Regions from separate parts of the Mus musculus genome. Here regions 1, 2, 3, 4 and 5 are each linked to region 6. Evidence: chromatin contacts called from public HiChIP or PLAC-seq and promoter capture Hi-C data. All regions are on one chromosome and are shown on one strand. Each heading gives the region's core, a stretch centred on a gene start, on an enhancer-like site or on the middle of the called end of the contact. The rest is flanking DNA. Distances are from core to core; before and after follow the strand shown. Region 1 holds the start of Mcee (methylmalonyl CoA epimerase). Region 2 holds the start of Mtmr10 (myotubularin related protein 10). Region 3 holds the start of Mef2a (myocyte enhancer factor 2A). Region 4 holds the start of Asb7 (ankyrin repeat and SOCS box-containing 7). Region 5 holds the start of Klf13 (Kruppel-like factor 13). Region 6 holds the start of Tarsl2 (threonyl-tRNA synthetase-like 2).

Region 1 (2,700 bases), core at 112-2,611, 1.3 Mb after region 6:
TAAGAAGGTGGCTTATATTTGACCCGGCATATATACAACAGGGAGTATTAGCAAAACTCCAGCATTAACTGTTAATCAGAAAATCATTTTCACTTTTGTGCTCTGGCTTTTGCTACAATATACATACACACAGTACTAAGGTGTTTTTGTTTTTGTTTTTGGACAGGGTTTCTCTGTATAGCCCTGGCTGTCCTGGAACTCACTTTGTAGACCAGGCTGGCCTCGAACTCAGAAATCCACCTACCACTGCCTCTGTGATTAAAGGTGTGCGCCACCATGCCCAGCTTTATTTATTTATTTTTTTTGCGCGGGGGTGGGGGGGTGGGGGGGTGGGGTGTTTGTGGCCCATGACTTTGCCTTGGAGACTTGTTTGTTAATGCAGACGAGGAATTTTGTGATTGACTGGAAAGGCTAGAGGGTTCCACAAAAACCAAATTCAACCTAAGAGCAGACTTGGAAAGATGACTAGTTTCCACAGGTGAGCAGACAGAACTCTCCAGGCCTTCCAGTTCATTCGCCTAACACCCTTTAAGCATGCTAGCTAATGGATTTGTCACAATTGTAGCAGAGTAACTCTGGAACCATACTGCCGTATATTTTCTTCCAGGTAGACAATCTCAGACTGAGGGTAGTAACTGCCATCATGAAGAAAGAAGAAAATGGAAGAGAAAGTGAGACAGGCGGGAAAGTTGGGCATCTGTCACCAAGATTCTGCTTATCGATAAAAGAGATGGAGGTCGAAAGAATTCAAGGAACTTACAAATCCTTCCGCTTGTTCCTTTCCTGCTCATGTCAGATGAAAACATTTAGTGTGGTACGTGTGTAAAACAGGCTTGGAGTCACTTTCAGGACTCGCCACTTTGCTCTTTTCTCCTATCTCTTAGAGCACACATATAATAAATAACTCAAGTCCCCTCTAGATTTACTGCAAGTCCTGACTTGCTGTGTTCCTAGGCAGATTACCTGTTTGGTCCACGTTTGCCAAGGGCAACCCCTGTGCACAGAGGACAATAAGGAACTCCCGTGCTAAGAGAGTGCAGCTCCGGGAGCCCAACACTTCAGACCCAGGCCTTGGCCACCCGCGGCCTCCCGTCCAGCGTGCCCCGCACCCGGAGCCCCTGATGGTGCCCCGTATTCACCTGTAGCGCCCGCAGCCAACGCGGCGGCCTTCACTACACGCCTCATGTCCAGAAGCTACAGGCTTGCACAGCGACCTAGGGCAGAGACAACTGGGAGAGTGGGCAGGGGGCGGGGACTGAGGCCCGGGGCGTGTCAAAGCTGAAGTGGGCGTGGAAACGGGGCAGGGACGGGGCGCGAGTCCGGGGTGCCCAATACCCTTCAGGGAGCTAGACCGCTGAAGAGAGCTGGGCGAGCAAGGGGCGGGGCGTGAGACCTGGGGCGGGGTCACGAGACGCGGAGCTTGACTGACGGCGGGACGAGCGGGGGAGTGGCGGGTGCGGCGTGAAGCGACCTTCTTTTTCGTTACATTAAAATACTTATTGTATCGAATGCAAAAGCAGAAAGCAATCACGCGACACCACTGTGGTCTTAGAAATACAAAACATTTGGAGAAAGTGCCAAGGCGCTTGAGATGACCAATGGCTCTTTTCGGTGGTCTGCCCCACCCCTACGCATGCCCAATAGAAGTGTTTGCGGCTATAGGCCGGAACCTGTGTGTGGCGGAACTTTAGGCTCTGAGCTTCAGGTTGCATAAGGCGTGTGTTTGGCGTACTGCTTCCGGCCGGCCGGCCGGCTCGCAGCACTCGCGTGGTGCCGTAGTGTGTAGCTATGGCGCCTCGCGTGTTTCGTCGACAGACTCTGGAACGGTGTCTGAGGGAAATCAGGAAAGCCACCAACCGACCGGAGTGTTTCCTCACGTAAGTACAGATCCAGGTCTGGGAGAGAGCAGCGCGCATCTCACCGGTGCTGGGCGGGCCAGCATATGGCAACTTCTGAAAGCCAGGAAGGGAAAGTACAGGTCGCTTAGCCCCAACTTCAGACAGTTTTTGCTCCGTTGGCCTGTCAAAATGCTAAAAGTAAAAGCGGCTCGGTGCAGATTTCCTAGTTGTGGGCTATTGCACTAAGCCCAGTTATTCGCGTCCAGAGAGGCTCATTGAGGGCGGAATATGCTTTCTGAATTTGTCCCCAAAATACACACTGAAAGTACGTACTTGTTGCTTGTCAATGCATTTTCATGACTTGTGGTGGAGACCCACAGCCAGACAGTAGACGAAGCTCGGAGAAGCCCGCAGAAGAGGGAGGAGGGGTGACTGTAGGAGCCATAGGGGTCCCAGGACACCACAAGAACATGGCCCACAGAATCCACTAACCAGGGCTCAGGGAGGGGCCCACAGAGACTTTACTGGCTATCAAGGAGCCTGCGCTGGTTAGCGCTGGGTCCTCTGCATATATATTGTGATTGTTAAGCTTGGGATTTTTGTGGAACTTGTAGCAGTGGCAGTAGGCTCTTGGAGCTCTTGTACCCCTGCCGGATTGCCTTGAAATGAGGGGTTGTGTTTGGTTGATATCTCTGGAAGCCTACTTTTTCTGAAGAGAAACGGAGGAGTACTGTGGATCTGGAGGAGGTGAGGAGGGAGAAGAGGCTGCAATTGGGATGCTTTGTAGGAAAGAAAAATAAATTTAAAAAAAATAGGAGAGACTTCTTTCTTCCCAGCACTTTGATTAAGTTCTGTAAAATTA
Region 2 (2,700 bases), core at 108-2,607, 1.4 Mb after region 6:
ACACACACACACGGGGATGCCTGGAGACATTCTGGTTGTACTGAGGATGTTAGCAGTTAGCAGAAGATGGGGGCACCACTATCATGGAACTGATAAGAGGCCAAAGAGGTAGGGATGGCTGTCAGCTCAGGACAGCTTCTCACAAGAATTGCCCAGCCTGAAAGGTCAATAGTGTCTCTACTGGGAAACAAAGTTCTAAACTGAAAGAAGCAAACTTGCAGACAGCTGACAACTTCAAAAGCCAATTACAGAGTCAGTCAATGTCTGCTAAGCTTTGTCATTATCTTAGAACACAGACATGCTTTTCATACTATCAAAACACATTAAAATGATTGGATTATTAATCATGATTTCATTAGGTGGTAACACATATGGAAAGCATAAGAACTTTCACTACCCAAGCAATTAGATTCATCTTTCAAAACTACCCTTTCAGGAGACAGAAAAGAAATGAGGTAGTTATTCTCTTGAAAGTCTTCTATTGTACTTTAAACTTTCCGAGACAAACATCAATTATGTCTAGCCAACTCTCTGGAGAAAGTTAAAAATAATGGAAAGGGAAAGAGAACTACACAATACCATTCCGTACAATCTCAGTCCAAGGCACATTCAAATTCTGAAATTTACCTGGCAAAAGGACCGGCTCCAGCTTTTTAATCTTCGGTTCGGAACTGATCTTATCGTCAGTCTGAAATACAGGAACAAAATAAAGCAAAATCCAAACACCGCCCTGTCACAAGATACTAAGGCAGATTTTCTAAGTGATGACACATGCAACAGACATATATCCCCTACTAAAAACTCTTTCAGGTCCAAATAGAGATCGTTTTAAGATCTTCTCGTCGACTTGAGAGCCTCACAATAAACATATTTACAACAGCCCAAGCCGCTTTCAAGAATTCACAGCTATGAGACAGGTAAGCTCTGCGAGGTGTCCACAGCGCTGCAACCATCTGGCAGTCACCGCAGGGTCGGTGCCCAGCCCCGAAGGAAGGAAAGAAATGCAGCTCCGGACGGTTCTACGATCTCGTCACACGGCAGGACTAGGGACCGCAGGACTTCGGCCAGAGAATGGCCGCCGCCGCGGAGCGCTACAAGTTTCTACTGCGCCCGTGGCTCCCGGGAGGCGCGCTTGCCGGCGACTCGTCTGGGTCCCGAGCCCCCCGCCGGGTCGCGAGCGCTTACCTGGGCCGGCGGCAGGAGGTAGGACCTGAAGCTGGGTCTGGGCGGCTTGAGAGAGAACATGGTGCCGCCGCCTGTGCGCCCCGGCCCTATGGCCGGTCAGAAGTCTCCCGGTTCAGCGTTCCCGGTGCAGCTGCCCAGGCCGGGTCTGCGGCCCGCCCCGCCGGGCGGACTGACGGGCGGGGACGGACCAGGCCGAGCGCCCGCCCGAAATAGGCGGAGCCTGGTGGAGCCACGCCCATCCCCGGAAGCGACTCGCGCGGAGCTGCAGTCAAAGCTTTCAGTCTCTAGGCGGTACTGTCACGGAGCGCGACGCTGGAGTGGGGCGCCACGGGGACCCGAGAGGCCATCTTGAGAGCGCGCTTCTACGGAGGCCCGCAGGGGTCACGGAGGATTTCACAGGCCTACTGCGACTCACGAGGGTCATGCCGGCTTCGCGAAGCTGCAATGGCCTGTGGTGGTCAGTGTGCACGGTAGCTGCTGTTCCAGGACCCGAGTCCTCCGGCATCTGCGATGGCTGCTATATTAAAGGAGGGAAGACTTTTCTTTCACCTCTTGCTACCAATTGATTTAACCACTGGTTTCCTTGAGGTTCTGAGGCTTGGCTTGTGCTGAGTGCCTGGGACAGATGATACTGGCTGGCAAACCAGAACCCCCAGTTTAGTTTTCTGATTTTATTCTTCTCGTTAAACTTTAAGTGAAAAGGGATATTAAGCAAGTTGTCTCCCCACGCCCCTTTCCATCCTCATTTATAAAGATGCTATTCAACAGGTAAGTTAACAGAATTCCAGGGAGAGAAGACCCCATCGCTGGTGGGAACCAAACACTGTTAAATTTCAAACCCTGGGACTAATAGGTCAGGTGCCTGTTTAACATATAGCATACCTGGCTTCCAGGTTCTCTCAGCATCCCTTAGTCCCTAGCTTTTATGGGACCTGTTATGGTTAGCATACCCAACCCTCTACCCAGGGACTCTCCAACCCAGGGACTGGGCTGCCCTTCCCCAGAGGCTCTTCTCTATAAAATCCAGTCATTTTGGTTATTTAATGACTGATCTCTTTCACCTTTTGCCCTCTTGGCTGCTACACCTTCTTCCTCTCTCTCCTCTCCCCCTTCCTGCCCTGCTCTCCTCACATGGCTCATGGTCAAGTCTACTCTGAACTCTCCCAGATTTCTCTGCCTCTGGCTATGATCTCCCTTTTATCTACAAAAAACTTTCTCCTCCACCATACCAAAGAGTAGTCATGTCCTTTCTTTTCTTTCCCTTTTCCCTTCATTCATACAGTAGGTTGTGGAAATGAGAATCTGCCACTTAGCTGCAAAGGGCTGTCCAACTTCAGCACAGCATAGGGTATGTCTAGATTTGTTGTGCCTCTGAACTGAAGTAGACTTTGGTGGGAGGGGGCCAGTGGTATTCCATGCCCCTATACTTTGAAAAATAGTGGTCCAAACTCAACATTTTATCATGAATGTCAGAGGGAAACTGACGTGAGCCCCAGAAATCACAGTCATCATGCA
Region 3 (2,700 bases), core at 145-2,644, 1.7 Mb before region 6:
TTCCAGTGTCTGGTAATCTCGTATCTCTGTACTGCCTTTGTGTCAGCCTCTCTCCAGCACATTGCCTTGTTGTCCTTGAGGGAGGAAGCCAGAGAGCCTCCAGCTTCCTTTGTAACTTCCCAGTTCCTCCGCACATCTGCTCACCCACCCCCAAAGACTTGTTTTAAAGCCCTAACCACAGAATTGAGCCTCTCATTTTCGAATGAGGGTTTGTGCCCATTGCATGGGCAGCTCTGGGTTCGGATACCAGCCATCACATTCTTATTACCTCTACAGCGGTAGCAACTTTTGGGGGTGAGGACCAGCAGAGAGTCACCCCCATAAGCCTTCTCTGGACAAAATCAGTAAGTTAACAAAATACAAGTGCTGTCTCAAAGACATCTTTTCCCCTCAGAAAAATCAGTTCGTCGAGTAGTTAGGAATTCAGATCCTTATGGCCCTTCTCTGACGCTGTGTGACCCTGCGTGGTCAGAGTGGTTCTCAGTTTTCCTTTCTTATCTGCCGAATGGGAACAGAAAATGAGGTGAACTTCACTGCGATGTGAGTACTAAGTGAGATACAGTTTACCACTAATCCATACTAGCTAGTATTAGTAGCCCAAATAGGCAGGTTGCCTCATTCTCAAGGTGTTTCTGCTTTCCAAGCCCCTGCTGGGATTGGGTGGCCAGGGACAGCATCCAACTGCTGGCCCGGCGGGGGTGACCCAGCAGCTGTCCAGGCCTGGACACAGGTGTGGCCCCGACCACAGTGAGGGCGTGGCGAGCCGAGGTTTGGGCAGGCCCGGCGCACACGAGGGCGGGGAGCTGGCCTCGGTCCCGAGCACCGCACAGGGCGTCTGGGCCGTCCCGCCGGGTCGGGCCTCTCGGCTGTGGTCACGGACCAAGCGCGGGGACTAGTCACGCGCCGCGTCACCGGAGCCGTGGGCCCGGGCTGGACCAGGAGGCGGCGGGGGCGCGACGCCACCGGCCCGCCACGCCCAGGCCCTCATCAAGTGACCAGTATCCCTTCCAGGAGAACACGGTCCTTCAAAGAGGGAAGCGCGCTCCAGGCTGCAGCCCCGGCGCCAAGCAGCCGTCATCTCCTTCCTGTGCCGGGTGATCTGTCGCCTCACCCACCCGGAAAAACATAGTCCGCCCCTCTTGTCCTTGTGCCACAGCGCTAGCTGTTGAGAAGGCGCGGCTCTCTCTGACTAGTCCCTCGTCTTGTCCATGACAAACCCTTCAGGACCCACCGAGAGCAGAAATATACCCTAAAAGGAGAGCCCGGGAGAGAAGAAAGAGAGGAAGCCGAGAGGAAGGGAGAGGCGAGGCCCGCGGAGGGACACCAAGACGTCCTCGCAGTGCGCACGCGCGCCGCGAAGAACGAGTTCCGGCCTGGCCGAGGCCTGACTCCTAAAAATAGCCCCGGTGTGGGGATCCGTGCGCGGATGTCCCGGCGAGTCCCGGGCTGAAGGAGGCGGCTCCGGGCGGCGCGGAGTGCTGTGGCGGGCCGGGCCGGGGCTGCGGCGTGTGCGCGCCCGCCGGCAGTAGCGGAGACTCGGTGAGGGGCCGCGGGCGGCGGGGATGTGGCGGCGGCTGGGAAGGGGGTCGGGCCGCGCTGGGAGTGGGGGGCACTACCACGGAGGGGCTGCGAGGCCGAGGAGGGGTGCCCGCGCGGCTCCGGGCGCCGGGGCGAGGCTGGGCGTGGGGCGGCCGGGCCCTCGGGAGAGCGGAGGGGCGCGGCCCCGTGCGGTGGGGGCGGGGTGCCCTGGGGCGAGCCCGGGGGGCTGCGGGCGCGGCGGCGGGGGCCCGCGGGGGGGACTGTCGCGAGCCGCCTCCCTGTGCGCGCCACCTCTGGGGCCCCCAGCCGCGCCGCCCCGCTCCTCCCTGAAAGTTGACGGAGTTCCCAGGGGGCCGCGGAGCCACTCGGTCCATTCCTCCAGCGTCGCGGATCTCGGGGTCTCCCCGCTCCGTAAACCGCCAGTGCGGGGGGCGTCCGGCCCTGTGGTCGCACTTAAAGTTCCCCCACTTCTGCTTCGGGGGGAAGGTTGGTTCACTGGGGCGGGAGGTAGGGGGTCGAACTCTCCCGTGGGGATATCGGCGTTAGGTTGTGTGTCTGGACCTGGCCCGGGCGGTGGCCGGGTTCGAGCACCTGCGGGTGCGGGGAAAAGGTCTTGGGAGTCGGGGCTGCAGAAGGGACCCGCTCCTTGCAATCGGGTAGATCCCGCCTTAGGTCTCAGGGTGAGATGGAAACTTTGCCTTTGGGTTCGATGTCATCTGTTTTTGGGCGGTTGAGGATTAAAGATCAGTGATATTGCAGACAAGTTTGGGAAAGGTGAGCGTTTTCTGAATTAGCATTTCCCCCCTCCCCCTGGAAAAGTGTAACTATCAAATTCTTGCTCACTCGGACCTTAAATAGGTCCCTGAGCTCTGAAGCCCCTGTCATCATGATCCAGAAGGCAACGGAGTGTAGACTGACTACACCGTCGCGCTAACCTGTATGTTTACTGTGAAATTGGGATTCCAGAAATTGAAATTAGAAAGACCTGCTGCGATGTGTTGACAACTATTTTAAAACTAATATTGTATAACAGTTTTCAAGTTTGTAGCGCAGCGCATCGTGTTTCTCTTATGTCTTTCTTGAAACATCCATTACTGTATGACAGTGAGGTTCTGTAAAGCAGTAATTAGGTGTATATTACACAAGAGTACTTTCCCTTTA
Region 4 (2,700 bases), core at 176-2,675, 1.0 Mb before region 6:
GAATACTTTTTCTACGAGTATCAGCCTAGAAAAAAAAAGACCCAGAGGCAAATCGAACACTGACTCCCACCTGCAACAAAATATCGCAATAGGTTACATCATCCCCAGGAATCCAATTCCCATAACAGCTTTCTCTATTATGTGATCAATGCAAAACATAGAAACGGGAATCATTCTGGCATGACCTATACATTCCTGCAAAATCTGCAGTCTGCCCACACCCCCTAATCTCATTTCCATCTTTCTTCCCCTTACTCAGTCACAGTTCCCCTAAACTTATTAAAGTACCAAAGGCTTTGCACTTCAGATTAACTGCTTGTAAAGGCCTTCCCTCAGATCTTTGTTGGCTAGTTTTTTTTGTCATTCACAGAGCATAAATGTCATTCTCTGGGAGACCTGGCTCACAATCTAAGAGTCTAGCGCATCCTAGTCAAACTGTATTCCATTACTTTGTGGGTTTTTTTTTTTCCCTAATCATTCTGCAGTTTCATCTTCTCTTGTTAAGATAAAAGAAAAAAAAAGAAAGAAAAGAAAGAAAGGAAAGAAAAGTTCACAAAGTCTCCCCAACAACTAGAGTAGTGTCAACCCAGTAGACACTTGCTAAAAGAATCAATGCATTTAAACAATGTATCAATGTGCCCACTCTGCGCCCCCCTCCCCCGGCTCTTTTCATTCACAAGAAACCACTAGGGTCGCTATCCTCGCAGGCAAGCCCTTGAACCAGCCTCGCGATCCCAAAGAGCGTGCTCTCTCGCAGGCTGGGCGAGGCAGCCTGGAAGCTAACCGGGTCTCAGAGACCGACAGATGCACCAAACATCGCCACTCGCTTCCAAGAAGCACCGCAGAGCGACGACGAGTAGGGGCCCTCATCGCCTGCTCTCGGCCCTGTCGCCTCCCCCGTCGCTCAGCCTGCCACGCACGTGTCGCTCCAGCCACCCAGCTCAACCTGGGCTCCTGCTTACCTGGCTGCCATCCCGCCGGGCCACGCAGCCATCGCCCGGCCACTCGTGCCCACAGCTGCCTACTCCAGGCCACCGTACTCCACGGAAGGCCTTGCCGGCCCCTCCCTCAGCAGGCGTAGAAGCCCCATTCGTAGTACAGTGTCTCTTAGCAACCGCTTAGAGTCTCCAGGCTGGGGGTGGAGCCTGGAGAACCGCTGCGGGGAAGCGGAGGGGACGAAGGGAGAGCGACCAATCGGAGACAAGTCCCAGCCTCTATTAGCCCGCCTCCTCTAACTGTCGCGAATCCGCGGGCAGCTTTACGACAGCCAGGGGGTGGGGGCATCTGTGTGAGGAGAAGGAAGCAACCAACCAACCAAGTCGCCCCCACCCCCTACCCCAACCCCCACCCACCGCGGATCTGGTTTACGGCTTGGAGCGCAGGCTCCAGTGCGGCAGCTGATTGGCTGTCGAAGGCTTGGTCCCATCCCAGTGACCCCAAAGTGCTGGAAGGAGGGGGCGGGGGTGGCCCAGTGCAAAGTGCATCCCGAAAGCCCCCTGTCGGGACACCCTGCTGCTGACACTTCGGACCTGGTATGACTTAGGGTCTCTCTGTCCCCAGACCTCTTGAGTCCCTCGGTAGCTGAAAGCCTCCGGCCCGGCGCGCGGCAGACCCTTGGTCTGAGCCCCTGGACCGGGACTGCCCCCCCCCCCCCCCACCCAGCCGGCACTTCCTCCCAGCGCCCCTTCCCGGAGGCTGCTCCGAGGCCAAGACCGCCACCCCCAGCCTGATCGACTATCTGGATGCTCTCTGGGTTGGGGCCGTGAAGCACCCAGGAGGATCAGGAACACGGTGTCCGGCCCTGCCTGGGGTGTTTCTTCAATGGAGAAGTTGGTGAATGTGCAGGAGGCTGAAAGGAGAGAGAGGAGCTGCAACTGAGGACACAGGTAAAGTCAGTTTCTTCCTCCCTTGAGGGGAGGGGGCTGGCTGGGTGGGGGTTGGGGGAGAAGCCCTGCTCTAGCCTGCCTGCCCTTGCCACCCTCCAGCCTTTGCTAAGCTCCCCCATCCTCAGAGCCCTCTCCTCGCCCCTGGATCACTGCACCACTGATCGGTTTCTGTTTTCCAGGTTTGAGCTTGCTGGAGGACACTCGCGAGTAGAAGGGGTCTGGCCACCCACCAGAGGAGCAATAAACAGAGTGCTTTGGACCAGCATCCTCTTGAAAGGTAAAGAGGCAGACCTCCCTTCCCCCATTGTTTACTCCTGGCCCCTACCTCATTAAGTAACGCTTTATTTCCAGGGTGGTTGCCTGGGAATGCAAGCTTTCTTAGATCCTAGTTTCCTAGCAAAACCAGAAGCACTGCCCATGCCTGGTCCTTAACACCCCAGTAACTTCTCTAGCCCAGAAACGTCTTCTGGGACCTGATCAGAGCGTTTCCGTGTTTTGCATTATCTTTTGGTATACTGTGTCATGTACTCTGCTCGGAGGCTTGGAGACCTTTTTGTAGTTCCCCGCCTTACATACTCTCATAGGAATTCTTCAATTCCATGTTAATTGCTTGTTAATTCTGAATGATTCTGCTTTTAATTAAACCACAGTTTACTGTTTTGCCCATGTACATTTTTTTCTCTCTATGCCTCCATCAGGAAAGCTTCAGAGTTACCTAACTGATAATGACTTAGTAGCAGAAGGTGAACAGGAGGACTGAAACTTACAGGTTTTGAAGAAAATAATTGGATTTGGTTTTCCTGGAACAAGTGAA
Region 5 (2,700 bases), core at 199-2,698, 1.7 Mb after region 6:
ACCTAAAGTTTCACAACTGAAAATTCCAAATTGTTCAGTTTCCTCAATTATCAGAAATCAAAGTCTTTTCTATTTTAGGCTCCCATTTAACTTGGGGAAGAACTTGAAATCAGAGCCATGGTTCTTAATTTTCACCAGTAGTGAGGTGACTGACCCTTCTTTAGCTCACTGGGGTCGACCAACCGGCAGTCGGGTCTCCCTGACTTGGTGGCTGACTTATTTTAAGGTATCATCCACAATGAAAAGGAGAGGCTGCTGATCCTACCCTCACAGGTCAGAGGCCAGTTGCGGCCAAAGTCTTTTGAGTGTGTTAAGATTGGTTCAAAGGCAGTTGGAAGCTACGGGTCTCTCTGATGATGGCCTAGTGTTCAGAGAGGAAAGAACATGAATGTGTGTCTAGACTTTAGAGCAAGGTGGCCTAGTTGGAAGGCCCCGGCAGGACGCAGCGGAGCATTTCCTTCAGAGGCCCAGACAGTGGATGGGTGGGGCGCCCTGGGCGGGGTCCTCGCAGCTGGTGGTGTTTGAAGCCTCCAGGACCGCGGTGGGAGAGGGGCGGCCTGGAGAAGTTGGCAGCAGGCCTGGGGCAGGAAGGGGGAGGAAGGGGCCCCGTGTTCCCTGAACAGCCGCGACCGCAGCCCCAGCACGTAGCTCACTCCCTCAGCATTGGCAGTGGTGGGTCCTGCATCAGCCAGGTTAACATAGGCTCAAGGGCAGTTCGGCCGCGCGGGGGCGGGGCGGCCCCAGTGGTGACAAGGCTCGGGCCAAGGTTGCGTAGAGAACCGGAGCTCAATAGGAGCGGGGTGAGGAGGTGGCTGGAGATGGGCAATGCAAACCCGGCCACCAGAGAACTCCGCTGCGGTGGGGTGAGGCTCGGTAATGTCCCGCCCATAGGCGAGGTCGGCCGCTTAGGTCCCATAGGGACCGATACGCCACCTTGCCCGCACTCCCGGCGGGCGGAGCGACCACAGGGTGTCTTGCTCAGTGTTGCCATCCTCGTGCCACCCACTGCTGCCTGCTCACAAAAGCTCTGGCATGGAAAGGGCCGGCGGGGTTCCCGCTGCGGGAGGCACGCGCCCCAGCCCTGCGCCGCTACACAGCGGCCCGCCACCCTCGGACGTCATGCGTCTGCGCGCCGCGCGCCCGGCTCCGATTTCCGCCCCTCCTCTTGCAGGCCCAGGGGCACGCCCACTGGCGCGCGCAGGTCCCGCGGCCAGTAGAACCCTCTCGAGGACCGGATTGGCTGCATAAAGTACTCAAGAGCCAATGGAGTTCGCGTCTACCACTGGCCACGCCCCTCCTGAGGCGCTCCAGGCTCCCCGCCCCCTTCGTGCGCGCTGCTCCCTGCGGCCGCTGCCGCCTGTAACCTGCGCCGCCAGGATGTGGCTGGGGGCTGACGTCGGGTCCAGATGTGGCCCCGGCCCCGCCCACCCCCGGGGCCGGTCCGCCCACACCGAGCCGCGGCGCGCACGGAGGCTGTCCCGCCTGCCACAATGCACGGTGGAACTGCGACCACAACTTGCAGGGGTCGTGCCTAACGTCGCCTCCGCTCGACGTCCCTAAGACAGGCCGACTCTGACGCCGCACGCGGACCCTCCTTACTGGAGCCCCCCATGCGCTCACCCTCCAGTGCCCGGCCAGGCGGACGCGGAGCCGCGCGGGTGACGGCAGAAGCGGCTACGCGCCCAGCCTAGCCCAGCCCAGCCCAGCCGGAGAAGAGGGCGCGCCGCGCCCCCGCCCCCCGCCGCTCCCGGAGGCCGTGGGTGCGGATGCGCCGCTGACGACTCCTGCGAGAGCACCGCGCGCCCTAGCCCGCAGCATGGCAGCCGCCGCCTATGTGGACCACTTTGCCGCCGAGTGCCTCGTGTCCATGTCCAGCCGCGCAGTCGTGCACGAGCCGCGGGAAGGACCTGAACCCCGGCCCGAGGGCGCGGCCGCCGCCGCCCCCACACTGCCCCGCGTTGACGAGCGCCGCGACGGCAAGGACAGCGCCTCGCTTTTCGTGGTGGCTCGGATCCTAGCGGACCTCAACCAGCAGGCGCCGGCGCCCGCCCCCGCGGAACGCAGAGAAGGGGCCGCTGCGCGCAAGGCGAGGACCCCCTGCCGCCTGCCGCCTGCGCCCCCTGCGCCGCCACCCGGCCCAGAGCCCGCCTCCCCGGGACAAGCAGGCGCGCCGGCCGCGCCCCCCAGCCCCGCGTGGAGCGAGCCGGAGGCGGCATTGGAGCAGGAGCCCGGCCCCGCGGGGAGCGGCGAGCCTGGCCTCAGACAAAGGGGTCGGCGAGGCCGGAGCCGCGCGGACCTCGAGTCCCCGCAGAGGAAGCACAAGTGCCACTACGCGGGCTGCGAGAAAGTTTACGGGAAATCTTCGCACCTCAAGGCGCACCTGAGAACTCACACAGGTCAGTGGGGCGGCGGGGACGCCGCGAACGCGCGGACTAGGGACTGCTTGGGACCGGCCACGCCCCCAGAGCTTCGGGCCCAGCGCTAGAGGGGGCCGGGGCCGAGGGCGGGGAGCCATGAGCTGAGGGCGATCGCAGCCGCGCCCCTGTCCTGGCGCTCTGGCCTCGCGTGACGCTGGCCGTGGCGCTTGGAGCCGGCGCCCTCTCGGCGACCGCGCCCCCATCGGGCACGCCCCCTCCCAGGCTCTTGGGGCGGGGCCGCGGGGGTAGATGTCGTCATCCGGGCTGCGGGCGGCGCGGGCAG
Region 6 (2,700 bases), core at 15-2,514:
TCCCGGCTGGGCTGTGGGAACCAGGATCTACTTATAACCCTCAGGGATCTGGTTTCAGAGTTCAGCCCTATCTGTCCGAGCACATTAAAACTGGGGGTGTAGCTCAGTAATAGAGCACTGCCCAGTATTCACAAGGCCATGGGTCCCATAGCCTGCAACACACACAGTCTCTGTGTCTCTCTGTCACTCTTCCCTAAACTTTAAACAAATAATGTCACTGGAAATTGTGGCTGCCACCAGACTCTTATTCATTGCACTATTTCATTAGATGTTGCCAGAGCAAAAACAAAACAAACAAACAAAACAAAAACCAAAAACCCCTCAGTTTTAGAAAGCCTTTAGAACTTAGAAAAAAAATTCTTCTAATTTGTTACTTAATAATCTTCTAAAACATGAAAATACTGTAATCAAATACTTCTGTTAAATATACAGATCACATATAGGCCTCAAAGCAAACCACCAAAATAAGACAGTAAAAATAACCTGTCTTCAGATAGCACAGAACCAGCCAGCAGAGAGAATAGAAACTGTTAGGTCCTCTTCTCCAAGGATACTGTGACTCTTAAACACTGAAGCGGCCTTTTAAAAAGTTTTTATTTGAGACAGCGTCTTCTCATATTGCCCTGGCCGACCTGATTCTCAATATTTACTCCAGGCGGGCCTTAAATTCTCAGCCATCCTCCTGCCTCAGCCTCCAGAGTTCTGGATTAGAGGCATGCACCTCAGTTTGATCTGCTACTGGAGGGAAAAAATGTTGTTTGCAGTCTGTCCAATGAAGAGCTGAGAAATTATACCAGCTGGTCAGTTAGGAGGTTGGTGGAAACCTAGCGGTTCCCCAGGCCGTGGGCAGTGGGCAGGGCGCGGGCGGGGACACACCCTGCAGCCCTGTCCGCACCCGGGTGCAGAATTGGAACCCGCTGAGTGCGTACTCCTGGGCCGCCGGTTACCTCGTGCGCCGCCGCTCGCCCGGCCTCGGTGCGGCGCTGCTCCGCCAGGCGCAGCCGCAGGCCACACAGGCGCTGGTGCAGGTCGCGGTTCTCCGCCTGGAGCTGTGCCACCTCGCGTGTCAGGCGCGGGCCCTCGGCTTGGCCCCGCTCGGGCCCGCGCAGCTGCTCGTCCCTCAGGCGCTGCACCTCCGCGCACAGCCAGCGGATGTCCTCCTCCTGCCGCTGCAGGCGCGAGGCCACCGCCTGAGCCGCCAGGGCCTGGGCCGCCATGGTAGCTTCCCTGTGCCACCTGAGCCCGCCAGCCCAGCCAGAGTGACAAGGAGACGGGGCGGGGCGGAGCTGAAGGACTTCGGGAGGCGGGGTGAAGTGGGGGTGCATCACTATATGGGGCGGGGCGATGGAGGAAGAGGGGCGGGGCTGGAGCTGGGTATCCCTGCATGGGGCGGAGCGATGCACGGGCAAGAGGCGGGGCCATATCGGGGCAACTGTGCAGAGGCCAGGCGATGGGCAAAGAAGAGGGGCGGGCTATAGGATAATGAAGGGCGGGGCAGGAGTGATGGGAGGGGCAAGGGTAGGCATCATTTCAGAGGAGAAGCGATGAGACAGCGCGGCATCATCGCTGGGGAAGATGAGACGGCTGAGCAATGCTTCATAAAACAAGGAAAATGGGCAGGGGAGTGTGGCAGGGAGCACGGGCAGGAACACGGCCAATGTTGGGTGCACTGCAGGATTGAGAACTACGCTCTGGACCTAGGCAGCAGGAGTGGGACCACCGGATGGGCATCTTTAGCGTTTGGAGGCATGTCCAGGTGCTACTGGAAGTGTGTTCAGTCTAATGAAACTGGAGTTTGAGATATTGAAGCCCAGAGGAGGTGCGTCTCTTGACCAGATTGTCCAAACCGTTAGCAAAGCCTGATGGATTTCTTTCATTCCCCTCTTAAATTCTTGCAGTCACCACACTGTGCAAACAGGTTCTGAAAAGCGGCCATTGAAAATAGACCTTCATGCCAAGGCTGTGCAAATACAGTGGCACTTGGCAAGGACACACAGAAGAGCACTACAAAAACTTCAGCCTGGCCAGCACAACATTGTTCACTATTTGAGTCTAGAGCAAATGCTGTTTATAACTGTCTTAAGATTATTTTAAGTAGAAACATTTGTGCTATCGGACTTTGGAAACAGTGGTCCGCAAAGAATTAAGCTCTCATCCTGGAGCAGGAAAGGGCTGAAGCCCTGCTGCCCCCTGGGGGAGGAGTTGCCCTAGGAATTGCTGGACAGACTGGAACTAAGCCGATGATGGAGCCACACCTCCACCACTGGCCTCTACTTAAACTTAAACCTCATATTAGCACCCCAATGACGGGCTTGGGGTAGGTGGCTGAACCCCTGTAGCTGTTCATCTTCCCACTGTAACCACAATGAATAAATCTCCTTTCTCTGCTTTTTATTGTTAACTGTCATTTTAATTGGCATGTTTCAGAGGGTTAGCTGAGCTTATGTCGTTGAAACTTCCAGAAGCCAGGCTTTGACTCTAAAGACTCCAGTAATAAGTTCACACATGACTTTGTTTCTCTTATAACCATGAGCAAGAAGCTTCCTGTGGCAAGAACAAAAGTTGGCTTTTACTGTTCTTAAGTTCCTAGAATGTGCCAAGACATGAACGAAGCGATTTGGAAATAGTCACTTCTTAAATCTTCATTAAAAGAGATGATACCATTATACCCATGTATAATGCAGAAACTAAGGCACAGAG

The links. Promoter capture Hi-C pulls out the DNA fragments that hold promoters and counts their contacts. HiChIP or PLAC-seq counts read pairs in DNA pulled down with a chosen protein or histone mark.
Region 1: a promoter capture Hi-C map of pre-B cells shows a contact between it and region 6, with 4 times the contacts expected there. The contact joins the promoter of Mcee here to the promoter of Tarsl2 in region 6. A contact is called at or near these places in 6 of 39 promoter capture datasets (the C10 cell line, erythroid cells, hippocampal neurons and 2 more), 1 of 484 Hi-C or Micro-C datasets (the G1E-ER4 cell line) and 1 of 115 datasets of contacts at active chromatin or transcription factors (astrocytes).
Region 2: a promoter capture Hi-C map of pre-B cells shows a contact between it and region 6, with 2.2 times the contacts expected there. The contact joins the promoter of Mtmr10 here to the promoter of Tarsl2 in region 6. A contact is called at or near these places in 3 of 39 promoter capture datasets (liver and pre-B cells).
Region 3: a contact with region 6 is called in an H3K27ac HiChIP or PLAC-seq map of differentiating embryonic stem cells, with 9 times the contacts expected there. The contact joins the promoter of Mef2a here to the promoter of Tarsl2 in region 6. A contact is called at or near these places in 1 of 39 promoter capture datasets (pre-B cells), 1 of 484 Hi-C or Micro-C datasets (CD4 T cells) and 1 of 115 datasets of contacts at active chromatin or transcription factors (differentiating embryonic stem cells).
Region 4: a contact with region 6 is called in a promoter capture Hi-C map of pre-B cells, with 11 times the contacts expected there. The contact joins the promoter of Asb7 here to the promoter of Tarsl2 in region 6. A contact is called at or near these places in 6 of 39 promoter capture datasets (the C10 cell line, embryonic stem cells, erythroid cells and 2 more), 1 of 484 Hi-C or Micro-C datasets (pre-B cells), 2 of 115 datasets of contacts at active chromatin or transcription factors (embryonic stem cells and large pre-B cells) and 2 of 9 other capture datasets (adipose tissue and liver).
Region 5: an H3K27ac HiChIP or PLAC-seq map of cardiomyocytes shows a contact between it and region 6, with 7 times the contacts expected there. The contact joins the promoter of Klf13 here to the promoter of Tarsl2 in region 6. A contact is called at or near these places in 1 of 39 promoter capture datasets (liver) and 1 of 115 datasets of contacts at active chromatin or transcription factors (cardiomyocytes).

Annotation. Positions count from the first base shown.
Region 1 is chr7:64,391,283-64,393,982 of GRCm38.p6, reverse strand. It overlaps Mcee (methylmalonyl CoA epimerase), which reads right to left and starts at 1,361. Exons shown (of 3, transcript NM_028626.2): 1 at 1,140-1,361. The coding sequence starts at 1,185. Mphosph10 (M-phase phosphoprotein 10 (U3 small nucleolar ribonucleoprotein)) reads left to right here and starts at 1,747. Exons shown (of 11, transcript NM_026483.2): 1 at 1,747-1,877. The coding sequence starts at 1,789.
Region 2 is chr7:64,286,327-64,289,026 of GRCm38.p6, reverse strand. Mtmr10 (myotubularin related protein 10) reads right to left here and starts at 1,357. Exons shown (of 16, transcript NM_172742.2): 1 at 1,186-1,357; 2 at 628-688. The coding sequence starts at 1,245.
Region 3 is chr7:67,371,552-67,374,251 of GRCm38.p6, reverse strand. It overlaps Mef2a (myocyte enhancer factor 2A), which reads left to right and starts at 1,394. Exons shown (of 11, transcript NM_001291195.1): 1 at 1,394-1,539.
Region 4 is chr7:66,688,286-66,690,985 of GRCm38.p6, reverse strand. It overlaps Asb7 (ankyrin repeat and SOCS box-containing 7), which reads left to right and starts at 1,425. Exons shown (of 6, transcript NM_080443.2): 1 at 1,425-1,886; 2 at 2,066-2,163. It overlaps Lins1 (lines homolog 1), which reads right to left and starts at 1,097. Exons shown (of 8, transcript NM_152815.2): 1 at 963-1,097.
Region 5 is chr7:63,937,663-63,940,362 of GRCm38.p6, reverse strand. Klf13 (Kruppel-like factor 13) reads left to right here and starts at 1,448. Exons shown (of 2, transcript NM_021366.3): 1 at 1,448-2,396. The coding sequence starts at 1,817.
Region 6 is chr7:65,643,462-65,646,161 of GRCm38.p6, reverse strand. It overlaps Tarsl2 (threonyl-tRNA synthetase-like 2), which reads right to left and starts at 1,264. Exons shown (of 19, transcript NM_172310.2): 1 at 948-1,264. The coding sequence starts at 1,217.